Regions from separate parts of the Oncorhynchus mykiss genome. Here region 2 is linked to region 1. A link is a contact called in public Hi-C data. All regions are on one chromosome and are shown on one strand. Each heading gives the region's core, a stretch centred on a gene start, on an enhancer-like site or on the middle of the called end of the contact. The rest is flanking DNA. Distances are from core to core; before and after follow the strand shown.

The links. Hi-C and Micro-C count contacts between places; a contact is called where the count stands out from the background.
Region 2: a contact with region 1 is called in a Hi-C map of liver, with 3 times the contacts expected there. The contact joins two enhancer-like sites. A contact is called at or near these places in 3 of 3 Hi-C or Micro-C datasets (blood and liver).

What each region holds. Positions count from the first base shown.
Region 1 is chr9:14,171,056-14,176,727 of USDA_OmykA_1.1, reverse strand. The region is part of intron 1 of ndrg2 (protein NDRG2); the gene reads left to right. Among protein-coding and RNA genes, the nearest start is that of ndrg2, 17 kb to the left of the region's middle. Within about 2 kb of position 2,872, at least 6 of the 11 cell types and tissues checked have an H3K27ac peak or open chromatin away from gene starts, as enhancers often do. A contact at or near this core is called in liver, where this site is marked.
Region 2 is chr9:14,216,655-14,222,326 of USDA_OmykA_1.1, reverse strand. LOC110531544 (heterogeneous nuclear ribonucleoprotein C) reads left to right here. Exons shown (of 10, transcript XM_036989206.1): 2 at 3,748-3,805; 3 at 4,253-4,372; 4 at 5,387-5,514. The coding sequence starts at 3,801. Among protein-coding and RNA genes, the nearest start is that of LOC110531544, 4.4 kb to the left of the region's middle. Within about 2 kb of position 2,731, at least 5 of the 11 cell types and tissues checked have an H3K27ac peak or open chromatin away from gene starts, as enhancers often do. A contact at or near this core is called in liver, where this site is marked.

The DNA of each region.
Region 1 (5,672 bases), core at 1,623-4,122:
GACTTGGAGGTCTGATGTTGCCTGTAAATCATGAGTTTCAGGCCTCTCTATTAGGGTAATTTGAGGGCCTCTCAAAATAAGTCCTTATGAAATATGTGTTGTATTGTGTTAAACAATCATTAAAATTAAAGGACTTTTCTTTTTTTCTTTTGGAAAAGTTTTATTGTTGCATTTCCTTTAAAACAGCTCCTATTTTTGCACATAATTTTATACACATAAAAAAAGGCATAAAAGTATAAAACACAGTATTTGAATTTTAAATTTGTTAAAAAGTACATGTTGTTAAAAACAATAGAAACAACCGTGAATAAAAGTACTTTTTCTTGTAAAAAAAAAGCCATTTAAAATGTGTACAAATGATTTAACAAAGGTAAAACATTTTTAAGACATGAAAAACATGTCAAAAAGTCACTTTGTTAAAAGGCTGTCTTCGGTCCTTTGCCAGGAACAGGGTGAGTCCTTATCAAACTTGCCTCCTGCTCCTCCGAATCAATTACCGCCCTGTCTGTCGGTGCCCAGAGGAGATCCCTCCCCAAGGCGCTGCAGCGCTGTCAGGCCTTGGCCGCCGTGGCCTTGGGTATTGTGGGGGACCCTTCGCTTGGGGTCGAGGCCCCCTTTCTTCTGTACCACCCCAGGGTTTCCGTGGCTACCATGGCCACTGCCTGGGGGGTGGTTTCTGCTCGTTTCACTACCAGCAGGTTGCGGGAGGACCACAGTGCATCGTTCAGACACGTGAGGGTAGGCCAGAGCTTGGTGAAGGCCTTCGGTGGAATAGGCCTTCGGCCCACCCCATACAGCACGAGCTGGGGTGTCCTCCCCTCCTGGCAGAAACAGGGAGACCAAGGGGCCTGCTTCCTTCCACAGCGGCTGACCCCTGGTCGGGGGCATGCGGGTGTCCTCACCATGCCCCAGGAGTGCATAACGGGAGTGCATAACAGCCCTGACCGGGAGGATCTCATGGGCGACCATCCAGGACAGGTCCCGGTGCCGGTTCAGCAGAGCAGGATGGGCCACGTTGCGCCAAACCGTTGTGGGCTTGGCTGAAGCAAGCCCGTGCACTGGACACTGGTTCCCGCTCCTGCACAAGAGAGAGAAGAGAGCAGTGTTTAGTTAAATCCGTGACTGGCTCTTTTTCCATTTAAAAATTTCTTAAGAACTTTTGGAGCTGGACGTAGTGTGTGGAGAGCAGGAAAGAGACTGGGGCTCACAGGTCGACCGGGATCAGACTCAGGGTTCTGAGGTAAGATCCCAGCCAGAACCGTGCGAGGGCCTGAGTCTTGTTGTTGACCCGGGGAGGTGGCAAGAGTGAGATGTAACGCTGTGTAGCAGCTGCCCAGGAACAAGTAGAGGTCAGGCAAGCCTTAATGATAAAATATTTGATAAGGATCTTACTTAGTGAAGGTCACAGTACTGAAAATGGATGAATGCAACAACAAAATGTCTCTTTACTAATAAATACAGTCATGGGTGTTAACGATACAATTCACTCGAAAGGCAAGGCACCCTGGGAAATATTCAAATAAGGCTTTACACAAAGCAATGTGTTAATTTAACACTGAAAAGTGTGGACCTGTATAGATACTGGACCAGTTTTATATTTGACACTCTGTGTTGATTTAACACTGGAGTATTTGCTGTGCAGGGTGCAACATTTCTATCTCACGTTTTCAGCCCTCCTGAACGCAACCATGCCGCCTACGTAAGCTTCATGATTTTTAAACTGAACACATTTAGTTACATATGGCAGCTGTACTGACTACTCCACCGAACGGTCAGATTATATCCAAAGCCTGTGTAAACACAATTATCCCGCGAGAGCTATTTCCTGATGCGTAAAAGCTGATTTTGCGTGTCAGGCTACCAAGCGCTTCAGGACCGATAACGCAAGCTAAGCAGCTGTTGAATAACATCCATAATACAAAGAGCAAACTGTTGAGAGCTAGAGACAGAGATATACGTGGGGGGGGTGTTCAGCTCCCCCATAGCTCTCTCCCTCTCTCTCTCTCCATCTCTATGTAGTGACAGACGGTCCCTCCTGTGCAGTTTAACCATTTTTACACGCTCTAGAACACACTGTCTCACACACAGGGAGAAAGATAGATTGAGAGAGTGATTGAGAGGGGGAGAGAGTGTGCTTGAGAGAGAGAGGGCAAGAGAGGAAAAGAGAGAGAGAGAGAGAAAGAGATAAAGAGAGAGCGAGAGATAAAGAGGGGCGGACAGAAAGAGGAGGGTGGGAGCAAAAGAGAAAGGAACAGAGATAGCAAATGACAAATTTGCTGTATATACATACAGTGCCTTAAGAAAGTATTCATACCCCTTGAATTGTTTTTAAAATTACGATTGTTTTGTCACTGGCCTAGACCAAATTCAAAGTGGATTGATGTTTTTCAATCGTTTTTACAAATTATTTACAAATGACAAGCTGAAATGTCTTGAATCAATACGTATTCAACCCCTTTATGGCACCCCTAAATAAATTCAAGAGTAAAAATGAGCTTAACAAGTTACCTAATACGTTTCATGGACTCTCTATGTGTGCAATAATACTGTTAACATTATTTTTTATGACTACCTCATCTCTGTACCCAACTCATTAAATTATCTGTAAGGTCCCTCAGTTGAGCATCGAGATTCAACCACAAAGACCAGGAAGGTTTTCTAATGCCTCGCAAAGTAGGGCACCCACCATGAGGCCAATGTTAACTTTAAAACAGTTAAAGAGTTTAATGGTTGTGATGAGAGAGAGAGAGGCTAATACATAATCAACCTACCCGCTAGTCACATGACTGAATGATTGCCACATTCCAGTCAATAGCTAACCAACTAGCTCTTGCACATAACACATTGTGGCTGATCATTTTGTGAAACAGTGTGATGCAATGCTGCTGCCTGTGTAGAGCTCCGGTCTGAAGTAGTGCACTATATAGGGAATTTGGGATGATGTCACTGTTTGTTGATTTGCAGAGAGCTGATTCATATTGTTATCCATGGCTTGTATTGTAATTTAATTACTTGTGTACAACCAAATTGTACCGGGTGATTGTCTCTCTGATAATTATTCCGTTACCATTCCATAAAATTACTTTCATGTCATGTGGCATTAGATTGGACATCTAGTCGCTCGCTATTAAAATGTTAATTTCAGTATTTGAAAGTAATAATATTATGAAGGCGATTAAAATATATTCTACATTCTGAATAATAGAGTGGAATAAAGACGCTTGTGAAGTGGTAGCATCGCCGCCTCCGGCTCACGTATCTATACTGTCAGCAAGGGTTGGAATCCAGCCAACTGTCCTTTAAAACAACCTCTCTCTATCTTCACCCACTGTCATCCTCTCTCTCTAAAAATGGAAAATGTCATACAAATCTATATATGTGACCCAGCACCCCTTTTCAGTCTTATGTAGCAACATTTGAAATTGTGTTTTTCACATTGGATAAAAGTTGAGATTCTACAAAAACACTGCAGTTGAGCAACGTCGGGAAAGTAGTTCTGCTTTGAAAGGTGATAAACTTGTAACCCTACTTTTGACAAAATTGGCTTTGAATGTTTTGGTACACATACTGGAGAGCTCTTCTTTGCCTACACCCATTCAGCATTGTTCACACCCTCTTAAGCCTTAGCCTCACCCATCTCTTTAAGGATTCACATGTGTAACCATGCGCTTAGCAGAGAGAGCAAGGTAGTGTAGTAAACAACCAAAGATTTCAAGAGTAAAAGTGGTGAAGATGGTAGCCTACAATAAGGAAAACCTCCAGGTAAAAATGCACTTTATCTAGTCTTTGGCCTATATCCTAATCTGACTTTGGTGCAGGTCATGTTGTTCTTCACATTACCATCTTTGGTAAACACACACTATATCAAATAATTATGTTTATTTGTCACATGCACAGGATACAGAAGGTGTATTTTTGAACGTGTTAAATCGTTACTGGCATAGTCGCAATATCAAAAACAGAAAGTGTCCAGATAAATATTTTATCATTATTAAATGATGCTTACCCAGACACACTTGCCTAGATTGATGGGTCATGTGAAAGAGAGGCTATAGCCATCCCCCAGCCACATCTAGCTACGTGGATGGGTCTCAATTGTCTACACGTGGAGTCTTGCTTGGACATGTAAATTAGCTGCTAAACAATGAACCATAATGCAGTACTAGCAATACAAGTGGATGGTCATATCGTAGCACCTGGTATTATCGGCATATTCAACAGCGTTTTTAAGAAGTATATTACCTTCAACAGTGTTATCTTGTGATCAAGCCGTCAATGTTTTGTGATTATTGGTGTTGTAAAAATGTTAGCTAACGTGTTAGCAATTAGCATGTTTGACATTTCAGTGGAAATACTACTATTTGATAAGCGATTCAGTGAAAAAAACAAGTCCGGTATTTTCGGCATACGGACCCAGTTATTGGCCACCTTACTATTTTGTTCAATTACAAGATATATCTGTTTAATTTTGTTCAAAAAAAAGAGACAATAACCCCATATCCAAAGTTTTTACTAGATAGTTGGCTAGTCTTCCAGTTTAAAAAATGTGAAAATCGGTGGTCAACTAGCTCGAAGGGTGTCTTTAGTCTCAAAACGTACAGTTATTTTCCAGTCCGTTTAAATGTTGAGATCAAGGTGATTTAATTCTCCAACCGCTAGAGAGTGTCTGAAGTTGGGGCGGTGTCCGATGTTGGGGGAAAATTAGCTAGCTAGCCACCATGCATGAAATTTTGTAGTATGAATCTGCAGGTAGCTAAAGCTAACCAACAAGGTTCATTGTTAGCTAGCTAGCTGACATTAGGCTATAACTAGCAATGCAAAAGATTTCTGAGATACAAATAATATTACTACACAGATCATACATGTAATGTTAGCTAGCGAGCCAGCCAGCTAATGTTTCTCTGATTTCAAAACTTGGTCAACTTCTTCTATGACAACAACACTGTTGATCAGCATTTCTTCCCCATCACTGTCATCAAATCACATTTTATTTGTCACATACACGTGTTTAGCAGATGTTATTGCGGGTGTAGAGAAATGCTTGTGTTTCTAGCTCCAACAGTGCAGTAATATCTAACAAGTAATATCTAACAATACACACAATCCAAAGTAAAGGAATGGGATTAAGAATATATAAATATTTGAACGAGGAATATCAGAGCGTCATAGACAAAGATACAGTATATACTTATGAGATGAGTAATGCAAGATATATAAACATTATTAAAGTGTCTAGTGTTCCAATTATTAAAGTGGCCAGTGATTTCAAGTCTGTGTATATAGGGCTGCAGCCTCTAATGTTCTAGTGATGGCTGTTTAACAGTCTGATGGCCTTGAGATAGAAGCTGTCTCTCGGTCCAAGCTTTGATGCACCTGTACTGACCTCGCCTTCTGGATGATAGCGCGGTGAACAGGCAGTGGCTCAGGTGCTTTTTGTCCTTAATGATCTTTTTGGCCTTCCATGTTTCATCGGGTGCTGTAGGTGTCCTGGAGGGCAGGTAGTTTGCCCCCGGTGATGCGTTGGACAGATCGCACCATCCTCTGGAGAGCCCTGCAGTTGAGGGCGGTGCAATTACCGTACCAGGCGGTGATACAGCCCGACAGGATGCTCTCCATTGTGCATCTGTAAAAGTTTGTAAGGGTTTTACGTGCCATGCCACATTTCCTCTTCC
Region 2 (5,672 bases), core at 1,482-3,981, 46 kb before region 1:
TTGTGAATACAGGGCCAGAAGTCTTGAAGGAAAGGAATATGTGTCTAACGTGGTCTCGACACAGTTTAAGAGGTGTGCACCTGACCCCACACCACGTTATGTACAGATGGTTACGACTAAGCCTATACATGTATATGGCCACTAACACAATCACAATGATTTCTTTCTAAATCTTCTATCATTAGCATCGTTCGTAGCCTCTGATTATGGGTTCAGTTCAACATTACAGGTGTTCTCTTCTAATTTAAATTTTTTTGTTTCCCTTTTTTTAGTTTTTGAGGCATCTTTTTTGAGCAGCGACAAATCGTAAGTTGGTCTCCTGTTTTTTTTTTTTTCCCACCTCCACGTTGACATGGATTTTGAATCTAGTTTAGTTTTTTCTTTCTGCCTTTGTGAAGTAGCCTTTTTTTCTCCTTTTGGAAATCCCTAAAGCAAGTAGTTTTCTGCTGCTTTTGTGTTGTGATAGCCTATCACTACTGTCCATTTGTTTTTGTAGTTTTGAGTAGCCTAGTAGTTTGCATTTCACATTGAACCCCTACTTTCCCACTTCTTTTTCTTGATTTAAAAAAACAAACAGATTGGTCACCTTCAGAAAGTATTCACACCCCTTGACCTTTTCCATATTTTGTTGTTACACAGCCTGAATTTAAAATATATATTTTTTAAATTACAAGGTAATTTTTTAAATATAAATCACTGGCCTACACACAATACCCCATTAATGTCATTGGGATTGTTTGTAATGGAATTTTTACAAATTTAATCAAATGAAAAGCTGAAATGTATTCAACCCCATTGTTATGGCAAACCTAAATAAGTTCAGGAGTAAAAATCTACTGACTGTGTGCAATAATAGTGTTCTACATTTATTTTGGATGATTACATCCCCTCTGTACCCCACACAAACAATTATCTGTAAGGTCCCTCAGTCGAGCAGTGAATTTCAACGGATTCAACCACAAAGATTAGGGGTTTTCCAATGCCTCGCAAAGAAAGGTAAAGATAAATAAAACAGACATTTTAATATCCCTTTGAGCATGGTGAAGTTAATAATTACACTTTGGATGGTGTATCAGTACACCCAGTCACTACAAAGATACAGGCGTCCTTCCTAACTCAGTTTCCAAAGAGGAAGGAAACCGCTCAGGCATTTCACCATGATGCTAATGTTGACTTTAAAACAGTTACAGAATTGAATGGCTGTGATAGTAGAATGGCTCAACAACATTGTAGTTACTCCGCGATACTAACCTAATTGACGGAGTGAAAAGAAGGAATCGTGTACTATTTTATTTTAAATGCATCCAGGCAAGAGCCTAGAGGAAAACCTGGTTTAGTCTGCTTTCAATCAGACACTGGGAAATGAATTAACCTTTCAATAGGACAATGACGTAAAACGCAAGGACAAATCTGCACTGGAGTTGTTTACCAATAAGACAGTGGCCAATTTACAGTTTTTTTAAATAGATTTAAGTCAAAAGGAATGGCAAGACTTTACAATGGTTGTCTAGCAATGACCAACAACCAATTGGACAGAGCTTAAAGAAAAATGGGCAAATGTTTCCCAATCTTAGACCTACCCAGAAAGACACAGCTGTAGTCACTGCTAAAGGTGCTTCTACAAAGTTTTGCCTCTGGGTTGACATACGTAAATGAGATATGAATTAAGAAAACATGTCTAAAAACATGTTTTCACTTTGTCATTATGTTGTGTGTAGATGGATGAGAGTATTTGATTTTGAATTCAGGCTGTAACACAACATGTGTGATAAGTATGAATACGGTCTGAAGGCACTGACAACATCGGTGACGGGTAACCATCGAAGGGGCTGCTGAGAAACCGGATCCCCCAACTTACCAGGAGTTGAGAAATACTGACCTAACTACTTACTTGTTAACTGGAGATGTCATACGTGACAAATGTTAAAGCACAACACACACAACACACACACACACCAATGAAAGCCTTGAATATAAACCTAAACTGTTCTGCGCTCTTAAACAATTCCACATGTGGTGTGTCTTTTCACTTCTTGTAAAATCATATCTAAATGGGAAGTGAAGGGCACTATGAGTCTGACTGCATTATAGTATCACCAATAAGGCTAGGGACCTTACGATGCGATATCACCATACAGGTGCTAATAAGTTATGTATTAGGATTTTTTTTCTTCTCACGATTCAATGTTCCAAACATATTGCTCACCATGTCTTCTGTAGAGGGACAAAGGACAAATAGCGTAGTTTTGGTACAGCCAACTAGCACAAATTATATTGCAATATTGTCAAAACTGTAGACTATTGTCAAAAATAATGTTCTGATATGTAACTATTGATTCCCCCCCCCCCCCCACACACACACACACAACCAACAACATGTAGTACCATCTTCCAGACTAGTGCCATGTTCCAATGATCTCTTCCTCTTGAAAGGAAATGACTTAAATAATAAATGTAGTGGAACTCTCACTGGCCTATGCCTTTGCCAATACAATGCTTTATATATTTGTGGGGAACAACGGCATACTTCAGGAGAAAGGAGAGATTATTGGGACTCTAGGATTATGTCCCTCTCCAGCCCATAATAGTCACAGCTGTGCGTGTTATATCACCTCTTACTAGGGTCACATGACCTGCCTGCGTTCTCCCCTCATCGACGCTGGTAGATACTAACCCAGCCTTGTCAACTGGCCAGGCGTGACAACACATCCTAGCCAAAATCACTAACTGAAAAGTGCATTAAGCTTTTGGATAGACACCCAGACCCAGCACGGCAGTGTAATCTGAAATGTGTGTGTCCACCGTGCAGAGAAGGCTGTGGAGCCTTCTATTTTTATCATTTATGAAAGTGGACACAAGCCACGAGGGGCTCTGCTTTGGGATTTACAAAGACAGACATTTGAGAATGTCCTCCCCACACCATGTAATAACATATCCCTTGTCCACATCCCAAATGACACCCTATATGTTCTCTGTAAAGTGCACTACTTTTGACCGTAGCCCTATGGGCCCTGTTTAGAAGTAGTGCACTATATAGGGTATAGGGTGCCAATTGGGACTGATTCAATTTACCACAAAAAATGCCTAATAATGAAAGCCAGAGACTTAAATCACTTCCTGTTAATGTAGTTCACAGACATTTATGAGAAGTAATGTGTCAAGAGTACACGTGGTAGCTAATATACTATTGGATGTATCCCAAATAGCAGTCTATTCCCTCAAGTTCACTACTTTTGACTGGAGCCCTCTGAGCCCCTATGGTGGGTTATGTATGGTTTAGGGTGGCATGGGATGCAGTCATTCTATTATTTAGTGTCTCTGAGGTTGTCATGCCAGCCGTGGATCATATTGTTTGTGTATCTAATGACTGCTGTATGCTCAGGTACTTTGTCATGCTAAGTCTTGTTTGTTATGATAATACTATTTGTCCAACAGGTTTTTGGGGGTGCTTGCTACTTCTTCCTTTACCGCTACAACTTTTGTTTTTTATGCGTGTGGTATATTTCTCTCTCTCCCCCCCCCCCCCCCCCCCCCCCCCCCCCCCCCCCCCCCCCCCCCCCCCCCCAAGTACCTCATGGGGGCAGCATTGATCCAAAAACAAGAAATACTGAACTTCTGGAGATTTCACTTCTGGAGATTTCTCATTCTAGAGACATCGCCACCTCCCTGTAGATGCAATACATCTCCCACAATGCATTGCTGAGCTCCGGCTCGAATTACCAATAATGACACTCTTCTCTCCAACAGAAACAGGTAGGCAGGCAGGCAGGCAGACCACGACCGTCCAGGGTACAGGCAATATGGAGTGAGTTCTGGCTATTTCAACCCTGCCTATATGTTCTCTAGATGTAGGAACAGAAGGCTTTAAACCCTGAAATCTGTGCAAAATGGCTGTTGACAAACGTGTATGTGACTGACAACCCCCACCTTCCTGTGCACAAAACAATTACCTTAGATTATAGGCACATGAAAGTCCACCTATACAGTCACCATGTACTGTGAGCCATCACCCAAAGTGATCTACATACACAATGAAGGGGATGCTTGTTTTAAACAACTGTGTGTGTCTGTGTATAGACACACACACTGAAATCAGGTCCAGTTTATGTTGAAAAGCATCCCCAAACAGGCACATGGTCACAGACACGCATATCCACACACTCAGCTTACATCTCTCTCTCTCTCCCCCCCTCTGTTTCCCCGCTCTTTTCCTTTCATCCCCTTCTCATAAACAACGGTGTCCCACCACCAGTAGCTTGATGGCTGGCAACGTTACCAACAAGACTGACCCTCGCTCCCTCAACTCCCGGGTCTTCATCGGGAACCTCAACACTCTCCTGGTCACCAAGGCAGACGTGGAGGCCATCTTCAGGTTGGGAGCATGGACAGTACTATGCAGGGTTGCACAATTCCCCTAATTATTTATTTATTTATTTATATATATATATATATATATATAAGGAACAAAAATATAAATGCAACATTAAACATTTTCAGAGATTTTATTGAGTTACAGTTCATATAAGGAAATCAGTCAAATAAATTCATTAGGCTCTAATCTATGGATTTTAGATGACTGTGCAGCCATAGGCCCATCCACTTGGCAGCCATAGGCCCATATACTTGGCAGCCAGGCCCCCCCACTGGGGAGCCAGGCCCCCCCACTGGGGAGCCAGGCCCAGGCAATTGAAATTATTTACAGACAGGAATTCTCTAAAATGACGTCAGAGGCAGCTTATGGTAGAGAAATCAACATTCAATTCTTTGGCAACGGCTCTGGTGGACATTCCTGCAGTTGGCATGCCAATTGCACGTTACTTCAACTTGAGACATCTGTGGCATTGTGTTATGACAACTGCACATTTTAGTGGCCTTTTATTGTCCCCAGCACAAGGTGCACCTGTGTAATGATCATGCTGTTTAATCAGCTTCTTGATATGCCACACCTGTCAGGTGGATGGATTATCTTGGCACGGTAGAAATGCTCACTAACAGGGATGTAAACAAATTTGTGCAAAACAATTGGAGAGAAATAAGCTTTTGTGTGTATGGAAAATGTATGGTATCTTTTATTTCAGCTCATTAAACATGGGACCAACACTTTACATGTTGCGTTTCATATTTTTGTTCAGTGTATATTTTTTATTCTGGTTGGAACATTTTCCGTATTTAGAAGGGAATAAGCATGAAATCCGCAATCGTCTAATCACGATTACTGGAAAACTGAAAAGTTACCGGGATTTCGCACACCTAGTACTATGGCTAATCTCTGCTCCCACCTCTCCAGTCCCTGTGTACATGTTTCTATGGAGGGGTTGGGATAAATCAAAAGACAAGTTTCCATTCATTGTACATTGGGCAATAACATAACCTTCTTTATCTTCAGCAAGTACGGCAAGATAGTGGGCTGCTCCGTGCACAAGGGGTTCGCCTTTGTCCAGTATGCCAATGAAAGGAATGCCCGGGCCGCCGTAGGGGGCGAGGATGGGAGGATGATCGTAGGACAGGTGCTGGGTAAGAACCTGGGCTGCGTTTTCTGCTCCTTCTTCCATGTCTTCCCTTTACCTCTTCTGAAGGCATAGTAGATGTGGTCACTTGGATTTGACGCTCCGTCTTGATTTAAACTTTCTCTAATTTGCCTCCTTTCTCTGCTCTTTGTTTCTCCCCCCTCT